2 separate regions of the Mus musculus genome follow, and region 2 is linked to region 1. Evidence: chromatin contacts called from public Hi-C data. All regions are on one chromosome and are shown on one strand. Each heading gives the region's core, a stretch centred on a gene start, on an enhancer-like site or on the middle of the called end of the contact. The rest is flanking DNA. Distances are from core to core; before and after follow the strand shown.

Evidence for each region. A called contact is a pair of places that touch in the nucleus more often than the background predicts.
Region 2: a contact with region 1 is called in a Hi-C map of liver, with 2.9 times the contacts expected there. The contact joins two enhancer-like sites. A contact is called at or near these places in 4 of 484 Hi-C or Micro-C datasets (embryonic fibroblasts, liver, nephron progenitors and 1 more) and 4 of 115 datasets of contacts at active chromatin or transcription factors (double positive thymocytes, embryonic stem cells, heart atrium and 1 more).

What each region holds. Positions count from the first base shown.
Region 1 is chr2:59,977,450-59,982,425 of GRCm38.p6, forward strand. Baz2b (bromodomain adjacent to zinc finger domain, 2B) reads right to left here. Exons shown (of 36, transcript NM_001001182.3): 5 at 1,094-1,258; 6 at 1-103. Among named protein-coding and RNA genes, the nearest start is that of Gm13572, 57 kb to the right of the region's middle. Within about 2 kb of position 2,617, at least 18 of the 459 cell types and tissues checked have an H3K27ac peak or open chromatin away from gene starts, as enhancers often do. A contact at or near this core is called in liver, where this site is marked.
Region 2 is chr2:60,044,030-60,049,005 of GRCm38.p6, forward strand. All of the region lies in intron 2 of Baz2b (bromodomain adjacent to zinc finger domain, 2B), which reads right to left. Among named protein-coding and RNA genes, the nearest start is that of Gm13572, 9.4 kb to the left of the region's middle. Within about 2 kb of position 2,047, at least 70 of the 459 cell types and tissues checked have an H3K27ac peak or open chromatin away from gene starts, as enhancers often do. A contact at or near this core is called in liver, where this site is marked.

The sequences.
Region 1 (4,976 bases), core at 1,367-3,866:
CTTTGGTTCTGTCCCATGGAACTTGAAGCAGGAGTGGCTACTACAGATGCATTGACACCAAGTACTGATGCTGCACTGGTTCCATTAACCGACCCATTTATACCTTGAAAATAAACAGTTTTATATATTGGGACAGTATTTGGCCAGAACAAGGAGTAGGGTATGCATTGTTGTGTATGTGCAACTGTGAGTGAAAAAAGAGTCACGGGGCTGGAGAGATGACTCAGCGGTTAAGAGCACTGACTGCTCTTCCAGAGGTCCTGAGTTCAATTCCCAGCAACCACATGGTGTCTCACAACCACCTATAAGAAGATCTGATGCCCTCTTCTGGTGTGTCTGAAGACAGCTACAATGTACTCATATAAATAAAATAAATAAATCATTAAAAAAAAAAGAAAAAAGATACTCACTAAAAGTGACATAACATTCCTCCACATGAAGGATTCATCATGCATACTGTAGAAACAAGATACAAACTAATGCTCACAATGGGCCTGGGAGGGGTTTATTTTAAAGGGTGAAGAACTGTTGGAGATAAAAATTTTAGAGTATGTTGGAGGGTGGCCAATATGCAACACTATGAACGCAGTAAATTCAACTGAATAATTCACTAGCATTAACCTGAGTGGCTATCATAGACGTTAAACAGACATGTTTAGAAAACAAATCACTTGTAAGCATTGTCTGTTTAGAAACACTCAGGGCTAGCTACAACACTGCAACTTCTAAACACTCTTGTAACAATACTTAGAGTCCACAGAGATCCTGATCATTTAAAAGGAAAACACAGTAGTAGGGGAATGGTTTGGATAAACTAAACTCTAGTTCTGCCTAAGAGATAATGACATACCAAGGAAAGAGCTGTAGGACTCGGTTCAGATCCTGGGTAATTCACATCAGTATTTCCTAACACAAGCATTTAACGGTGGTTGCAAAATCAGGAGACTTGAGATATGAAAGGATTGTTATAAGGATCAAGAAAGATGATATAGAAGCAACTATCACAAGGCTGGAAAAATGTTCTTAAAACCAGACTGCTGCAAAGAGGTGTGGGGACAGGTTTCTGGTCCTTCACTCCTGTAGATGTCAGTACCTTTCTCAGGACCATTTCGACTGCTCTTCCCAGAAGTCCTCGAATGGAATGACGAATCGTGATTCTGGGCTGGAGGAGCAAACAGTGGTGGAATTCCCAGTAATGGTGGAAAGAAGGGCGTTCCAGCACGAGAGTGGCCATCTGTGGTTCGCCACCACTCTGCACCTCAAAACCAAGCAGAGCAACAGGAAGGACTGAGTGAGCTGCACAAGTCAGACAGTGGCTATTTGTTGCATTTTATTGCAGAAACAATGTTTCAAGTTTCTGCCAAGCTAGAACTGCTCAAGTCACATAGCTCTGAGAATCTTTTCACTGTAAACCTGTAATTTGATTTGTATAATCATCTCCCTTATTATTAGGCCATGATTGAAGAACCTTCCCTTAACTGTTTTCTAGATTCAAGCCGAAAAGGATGTTTTTCACAATGTTAAAAAAAAAAAAAGCTAAAACTTAGAATATATATAAGAAGAACCATTTAACTTCATACATCTATTTATTAAATTAATAAGGAAAAGAATTAAGTCTGTATTTATCTAAGAATTTAGATTTGAAGTTCACATCTGCAGCCTCTTAAGATGTTCCTCCAGTTATATACAGTATCAATCTGGCTTTCACAAATCAGGGAGCAGGGGGGAAATTAATACTATCAGATAAGTCTAGCACATCTCAAATGTATTTTCGGATGAAGTAATTCTACAGCCGAACAAAAACAAACATGTAGAATTAAGTTCTCAAAGAGAATTTCCAAAACACTTAGTTTTTAGTTAAAAATCTAGTCTTACAAAGCTTCAAGCTTTAAAATTTATAAAGACAGCTTGTTTTCCTTTACATTCCTCATGAATTACAGATGATAGTGAATTTTTTATAGTACAAAATAACCAAAATGAAAAAAAAATCATGGAATGAAATTCAGATATTCAAACAGTAGTTCTTCATTAAAACTCTTATGGGGGAGAAAAGCCAATTTTTATAAAATGCATTTTTCAAGGAAGAGTGTAGATGAAAAAGAGATCTGAACCAGGCAGTGGTGGCAAAGGACTTGTCTCACAGGCAGGTGGATCTCCATGATACCAGCCTGGTCTGGAGGCTGAGTTCCGGGACAGCCAGGATTACATAGTGAAACCCTGTCTCAAAAGACAAAAAAAAAAAAAAAAAAAAAAAAAAAAGGGTGGGAGGGAGGAGGAATTTGGTAATCATCCAAAGAACAATCCTGAATTACCACATCCTGGAAACAATCTTCAACAGGCTAATCGGCTAAATTTCAAAGTTAGTTCTCATTCATACAAGTCTCCTAAACATATGGCATTATTTCTTTGACTGGAACAGACACAAGAACATTAGACAAAAACACCCACATCGTGTCAGGAGATTGTACTATAGCATCTTTAAATAAAGTTCTGGAACATGCCTTCATTATGTAAGGGTGAAACGTTCAAGGTCACTGGCATTCCCAGAGGTGTCATGAACAATGTAAGCAAAACACTGCAAAAGCCATTGCTGCAACTGCGGTCATTTAGTGTACGGTACCCTGAAAGCTAGGAACTTGAACCACAACAACTGTGTGAAAACTCCTGTCACTCAACCACTGTCTAGATGCATTTAGATGGGAAAAGAGGGTGTGTGTGTGTGTGTGTGTGTGTGTGTGTGTGTGTGTGTGTGTGTTGGGGGAGGGGAGTATCTACACAGCTCATTCCTATCTGCAGGCATAGGTTTGCAACTTAGTTTCCCCTTAGTTGCTAAAAACTGACTCTGGCTATAATGTATTGTTTACACTTCTAACCCATGTTTTAAGGCCGGACATAAGAATTGGTCAAAAACTTAAGTAGTTAGAGCACAGGTGTGATTGGTATAATCAAGCTCAGAAAAAAATTACAACGTACCTCAGAATGTCAATAGTAAATAGGTACACAGCAGGCATTAGAGAAAAATAATAGGGAAACTGTATGTCGGGAGAGGCCCGCTCAGAGACAAACATATACAATTGGTTAGATAAAGAAAAGGGCCATTTTTGAAGATAAATGTCTGATATTATTTCAAATGAAATTACAACTTTTCAGTGAAAAGTTACACAGATTTCAAATTGAGGAAAATCAGAAACACATTTTAGTCACACAATAACTTCCATACCAAATGGAAGATATTAAACAGGGGTAACATAAGTAGGTGCGAGGTGAACGTCCAAGCAAACTGAAAATCCCAAGAAATGCTGCAGCAGCCACAGCAACCGTTTCCAGGGAGGAGTGCTGACATTTCAGGCTATGCACCAAATCTCACTCTGATCCGCAGTGCATTTATCTCAGAGCCGCTTGGTTTGTTGCACCACGGCTTCACTATTTAGCCCAGGCTGGCATCAAACTTGTGATCTTCTGCCCTCCAGGGTTTACACTCACCTACCTGCATACCTGCCTCTGATACGGCAGAATTTTAAAATCACTCATATATAAAAGCCTGATACAACCCAACACTTCACAGACTATAGCATTAAAATGTAAACACAAGGAATTTCAAATATTTTAAAATGAATTTCATAAAATATTATTTCAATATATAAAAATTAGATTATAGTAATATCCTATATAAGTTTACATTTGTTCTTTGAAATGAAAAATACCTTAGATATATGTATCTTCATAAAAAAAACTATACCTTACTTAAAATTGCTAATAGTATCTATCTTCTTGTGACTTCCTCGTATTTATGGGGAGACTTTTTTCCTGAAGTGTTTACCATTATGAATTATAATTTATATATTTAAGTTACTGTATCAAAGTGTAATTTAAAAGTAGGTTCTCTAAAATCAACCATAATCTCAGCCCATTTTTCAAAGAAGTGTATACACATACACATATGCCTCTGTTTTGTAATTATCTACCCTTCAGCAATCCATAAAATAGAGTGCTGGTGTGTTTCTCCAGAAATTGTTGGTAAATATGTAGGATCAAGAAGCATGTTGCTTCTTTATGTCAGATGTTCTTAAAATACTTTTCACTTATTTGTTGTATATGTGTATGTATACATTCATTCACACATATGTGCATGTACAGGTCAGAGGGCAACTAGAGGGCATAGGTTATCTCTTCGTACCACATGGGTCCCATGAATTGAACTCAGGTCAAAAGGCTTGCAGCAAGCTTTCCCACTGAGCTGTCTTGCTGGCCCTAGGTTGGTTTTTATATTTTGGAAGTACCATCGCATACAAGTTATTTCTTAATACTCATTTGATCACTTTCCAATAATCGGGTTTAATACAGTATTTTAATATAATTTATAAATGTTCAAAAGCAGTACTATAATAAACTATCACAAGACAATAAAAGTACTGAAGGTATCAGTAACTCCATAATTACTGTTAACTATTTAGATTTTATTTCAAGCTCTTTGGTTTCAGGAGGTGGCTGTTGATACTGAATAACCATGTTAGAAACAGAACAAGCCAGGTATGGTGGTGCTCAGGAGGCAGAAGAAAAGGCAGGGAGAGCTGCGTAAGTTTGAAGCCAGCCTGGTCTATATAGAAGAGCTCTAGGGTCTATATAGTGAGAAAAAGTTCAGTTCCTATTAATATATTAAGGAAATGTTATTAAGATTTGGTCAAGACTCTGTCCACTCACAAATCTTCTCCACCATCCCCTCTCTTCAAGGCAATAAAATTAAAGAAATAACATGCGTCCAGAGATAATACTTGAAATCCACAAGTAACCACTTCTATATTCTCTCTATAGTTTCAAAAGATACTTGGGTTTTTAAAAAAGAAGCAGTAGATACCTTGTCAGCCATTAAAGAGGAAAAAATATTGAGTTAGCGATCTGGACTAACGCGTGCCAGACACTGTAGACATCTCTACACACGGTGTCTACTCCAGTCTTTAGGTGGCCCTGGAAAGTGG
Region 2 (4,976 bases), core at 797-3,296, 66 kb after region 1:
TCAGAGCAATAACTAACCCAGTCAGTATTTACTAAAAATCATAAATTTCCATTGATATAACAAAAGATTAAACTGTACCGAATTAAACAAAAGTGTTTAAATAAAACAAGAGAAGGACACCAATAAGGAAACTTCACTTCTATTCGAAGCAAAGGAAGCAACCTTAAGTGGGATGGCTCAGGGATTCATCCACAGAGGCCACAGCCAACGCCCATCCCAGAAGGAGCCCACACTCACACAGCAGAGGCAGGCTGACCTCTGAGTTCAAGACCACGGCTACAAAGTGAAACTCTGTTTCAAAAAACCAACCAACCAACCAACCAACAAACAAACAAACAAGGAGCCACAACAACAAAACCCACTACTGTGAGAAAGTACATCAATTCTAGTCATTGTTGATACTCCAACAGCCCCTCCTAAGTCCATACTCAAATAGAATACCCAGTGATAAATCATTTGGACCCCAATCTACTCTCTCTCTCCTAGTTAATTATTTAAAGTCTCATGGATTTCTCTTTTGAAGTTTGTAGTCGTGCAAGGGATAAGAGAAGGGCTAACAACCATTGTTTAATAGATTGGAAAATAGTAGCTAAAAGTAGCACTTTAAATGGTTTCAGCAAAACTTTTTTTAAAGAATTTTTTAATTTATTTTATATATATGAAGACTGCCACTGTCTTCAGACACTCCACAAGAGGGCGTCAGATCTCACTGAAGATGGCTGTGAGCCACCATGTGGTTGCTGGGAACTGAATTCAGGATCTCTGAAAGAACAGTCAGTGCTCTTAACTGCTGAGCCATCTCTCCAGGTCAGCAAAAATACTTTTCTAAAAATAAAATGTCAGGTAGACCAGTACAGTTAAAAAAAAAAAATCAAGGTACCTCCAGTGTAGTAGTATGGTTTTTGAGGCTAAAGGATCTAAAACCAAGGACCTGCCAATGGCCAATGGGTAAAAGTGCTGCAGCCACACCTGACAATCTGTGAAATCTCAAAGAGCAAAGAGAAGGCCAACTGAGTCTGGTTTCTTCACATGGGCAGAGTGCACACCCACACACATGCAAACATACAGACAAGCTGGAAGAGCAATGAGTTTCTTTTCTTTCTTTAATTTATTTATTAGTGTTCTGCCTGCATGTACACCTACCTGCCAGAAGAGGGAATCAGATCCCAGTATAGGTGGTTGTGAGTCAGTATGTAGTTGCTGGAAATGGAACTCAGGACCTTTAAAAGAGCAGCCAGTATTCTTAATCTCTGAGCCATCTTGCCATCACAGAAATTAATTTCTCAGAGGATGGTGTGCTATTTTCTCTACTGAGCTAATTTAAGCAAAAATAGGATACTGTAATTGGAGTCTTGAAAAACCATAAACAAAGAGATGAATATTAAATCTATACAACTAAAATGCATTCTAATATTTGACTGGTCAGAGTAGAATATTAAATATATGTATAATATAAAATAAAATATACATATTATATGTAACATATAATATACAACATTATACAAGTAAAATCTCTCATCCACTACTAAGTAATTAATGAGGCTCTGCATATCTTCCCATTTCAGAGGAGACTGGGTAAATTCAGTCATAGGGCCATAGAAAACTAGATGTTAAAATTTGTTAGACTGTGTTACAGGTTGTAGATAGGAGCTAGAAAACCAAGAACTAAGCAAGCGTGTAACATGCAGAGCCAGAAATCCTTTGACACAAGTAGCTGGTAAAATATATATAAAACGATATTTGACAACACAAAACTAAAACTGCATGAAATCTATAACATGATAATTCCACTTACAGATACTTCAGCAAGGAAAGTTCTGAAATATGGATATAAGGAATCATATGTAAAAAATGAAATTGCAAGCTGGAGGCAGAGTGGAAAAGCTGGAAATCTTGTGAACGAATAAATCAAAAGTATTAGGACATGTTTTTATTATGAAATAGCACTCAGCAGTTAAAAAGAATTGAGCTTGATATTCCTCCTATGCCAACCCAGCTTTAGAGCTGTCAGGGTCGGAATGACTTGCATTTCTGTTTATCTTGTAATTTAGGGCAGGGTTCATCTACAGCTGACAGTAAAACAATCCCAAAGAGGGAAACAGTGGACATGTGTTAGCTTTATCAGTGATGAGACTCTCTGCAGGAGGCAGAAAGCTATACAAATCACAGGTTATGAAAAAAGTCTCAACTTGAATGAGGAAGTGAAATACTTTCTGGTTCTCAGATGTGAAGAGAAAGTAGGAAGAGCTGACCAGTCCTGCCAGCAAGGCCTGGAACAACAGCTAAGCTACTCTAAGGGTGGGACAGGAAAACTTCTGACTTCAAGGACTTCCAGGACAACACAGGGATAGCAAGGCCAGACTGGGCAATTTAGTGAGATTACTAAATAAAAAGCTAAGATAAGGCCAGAGGATAGCTCAGTGATAGACTGCTTGCCTCTTTTGAGGCCCTGGGTTCAAGTCATAGAACAGCAAATTTTAAAGGCATTTTCTTTTTAAAATAACAGTGCTTGCAAGAAAATGTCAAGATGATACAACGATGACCCATATATCAGCCAGTGTTTCCCTAGTGACTTGCCTTGTATATGCTGACTGCATGACAAAACAAAAAAGGCAGTTACAGATATGTTTTCAGCTGTAACCAACACTACCAGAAAAGCCTCTCATGGTCCTCTTTAAAGTCACACTCAAGTCCTTTCCTCTGCCACCTCTAACCCCTAATAACCACCATTGTTTTCTGGCTTATATATAGTATTGCTCTTTTGATACAGGACAGAAATGGAGTCATAACCCTGCCCCCTTACTTGGTTTTTTGAGACAGGACTTCTTCATGCAGCCCTGGCTGTCCGGAAACTCCCTCTATGGACCAGGGTGTCCTTGTACTCAGAGATCCACCTGCCTCTGCCCTGAGTGCTGGGATTAAAACAGGCACCATCAACTCCAGGTTACAATAGCCTTTTATGGTTGGAGTATTTCCTTTAGTCAAATACATGTGACAAGGATCCAAATGGTTGTATGCATCAATACTTACTGGCTATTTATTGTTTAGTATTTCATGGTAGGAATATACCATATTATGCTTATTCATGTGTTACAAACCTTTTAGGGTGTTTCTGTTTGGGTGTACTATAAAGATACTATGGACATGTTCAGGTTCCTATATGTACATAAGCTTTTGTATTTTGTGAGATTAATGCCCAGAAATGTGACTGCTCTTTGTGTGTGTGTGTGTGTGTGTGTGAGAGAGAGAGAGAGAGAGAGAGACAGACAGACAGACAGACACACAGACACACAGAGAGACATAGATAGACAGACAGACAGATAGACAGAGTCAGAAGAACTACCCAATTTGTTTTTCAGAAAAGTTGTATCATTTTACTTTCCTACCAGTAATGCATTTAGAATCCAGTCTCTCAACATTCTGGTCAGGATGTGCTACTGTCACTAACACTTTACAACCATTTTCTTTATTTGCCTGTGTGCTGACCACGTGACCATGTGTGGTAGACGTGCATGTGTACACTGGAGTGGTGTGTAAAGAGGCCAGAAGAGGATGTCTGGTGCCCTGTACCCCCTGGCCTTCCAATACTGTATTCACGACTGGGGTTACAGGCTGGGCAGGACCACACATGGCATTAAACATGGGTTTGAAGGATTTAAGCTAAAGCCCTCACGCTTGCACAGCAAATGCTTGTGCCCTGAGCCATCTTCCCAAACCCTAATTTTTGTTCTCATTAATGAAGAATGAAATGTCACTTTGGGCTTTTCCTAGTGCCCAGGGAAACGAATCATTTCTTTGTAATCTCAGAATGTATCCACAAAGTAACACAGTATTTTATGTCTTTTCTCCGTTTTTTAATTAGACAGTTAATATTCTCAGTACTGACTTGTGTCCTTCTTTTATAGCCTAGATATTCAAATACGTCATCAAACACCTCCTCACTGCACCCCATTATCACCTTTTAAAACCAATTCCTATTATTTTTTTAGCTCGCTGGTCAGATTGCTGCTGTCGTTCATCATCTGCATGCTACAGCACCACGGCAGGGCACAGGGAGCCCACCATTGGCCACACTCCTAAAGAAAACACTCTCCTTTCAGCAGTAGCTAGCTAGCGACTGCCAATAACCCTCAGCTAGGAGCAGGGACTTGGGAACCCCTCCCCACTCCATGCTGGACCTTTTATCATTGTGATAGGATCTTCTGCAAAGTGAATGTCTTCACCTTTGATGAGACCCTATTTACTGAGTGGTTCCCTATAGAGCTAACATATTTTTGTGTGAATCATAAATGAGAATTCATACTCAAGTTTGGGCTCCTTAATTTTCCAGTTTTCCTTTCAAAACTTCAGTTATATATCTTTTAAACATTTTTCTGAGGCTTTTAAAAAATGGTCTATTTATTTTTATTTTATGTGCACTGGTGTTATGTGCATGTATGTCTATGAGAGGGAATCAGGTCCTAGAATTACAGTTTGCTGTGAACTGCCATGTGAGTGATAGGAATTGAACCCAGATTCTCTGGAAGAGCAGTCACCCCCTCAACTGCTGAGCCATCTTCCCAACTCTATCCATTTTAATCTATAGTCCTAACAGTTTTATGAGTAAAGAAATAGAATGGAATAGGTCTTTCCATCAGAATTTGTTCCACTACCGAACAAATCTCAACTCTGCAGTATCTGCTTATGGGATCAGACATTGGACACGATATGAAGTGGACTGTATGAAAGGGGGGAGAGCAGTGCTCCCCACTCTGATAAGATTTATCCGGGAGTGCCTGATTTCCCCAGAAAGATCTTGAATATTCCTGCAGATGATATCTACTCTGAACTTTTTTTTGGGGGGGTTGTTTTGTTTGTTTTTCAGGACATGGTGTCTTTCTCTGTGTGGCCCTGGATGACCTGGAACTCTCTCTGTAGATCAGGTTAGCCTTGAACTCAGAGATCTGCCTGTCTCTACTTCCTGAAGTGTGAACTGT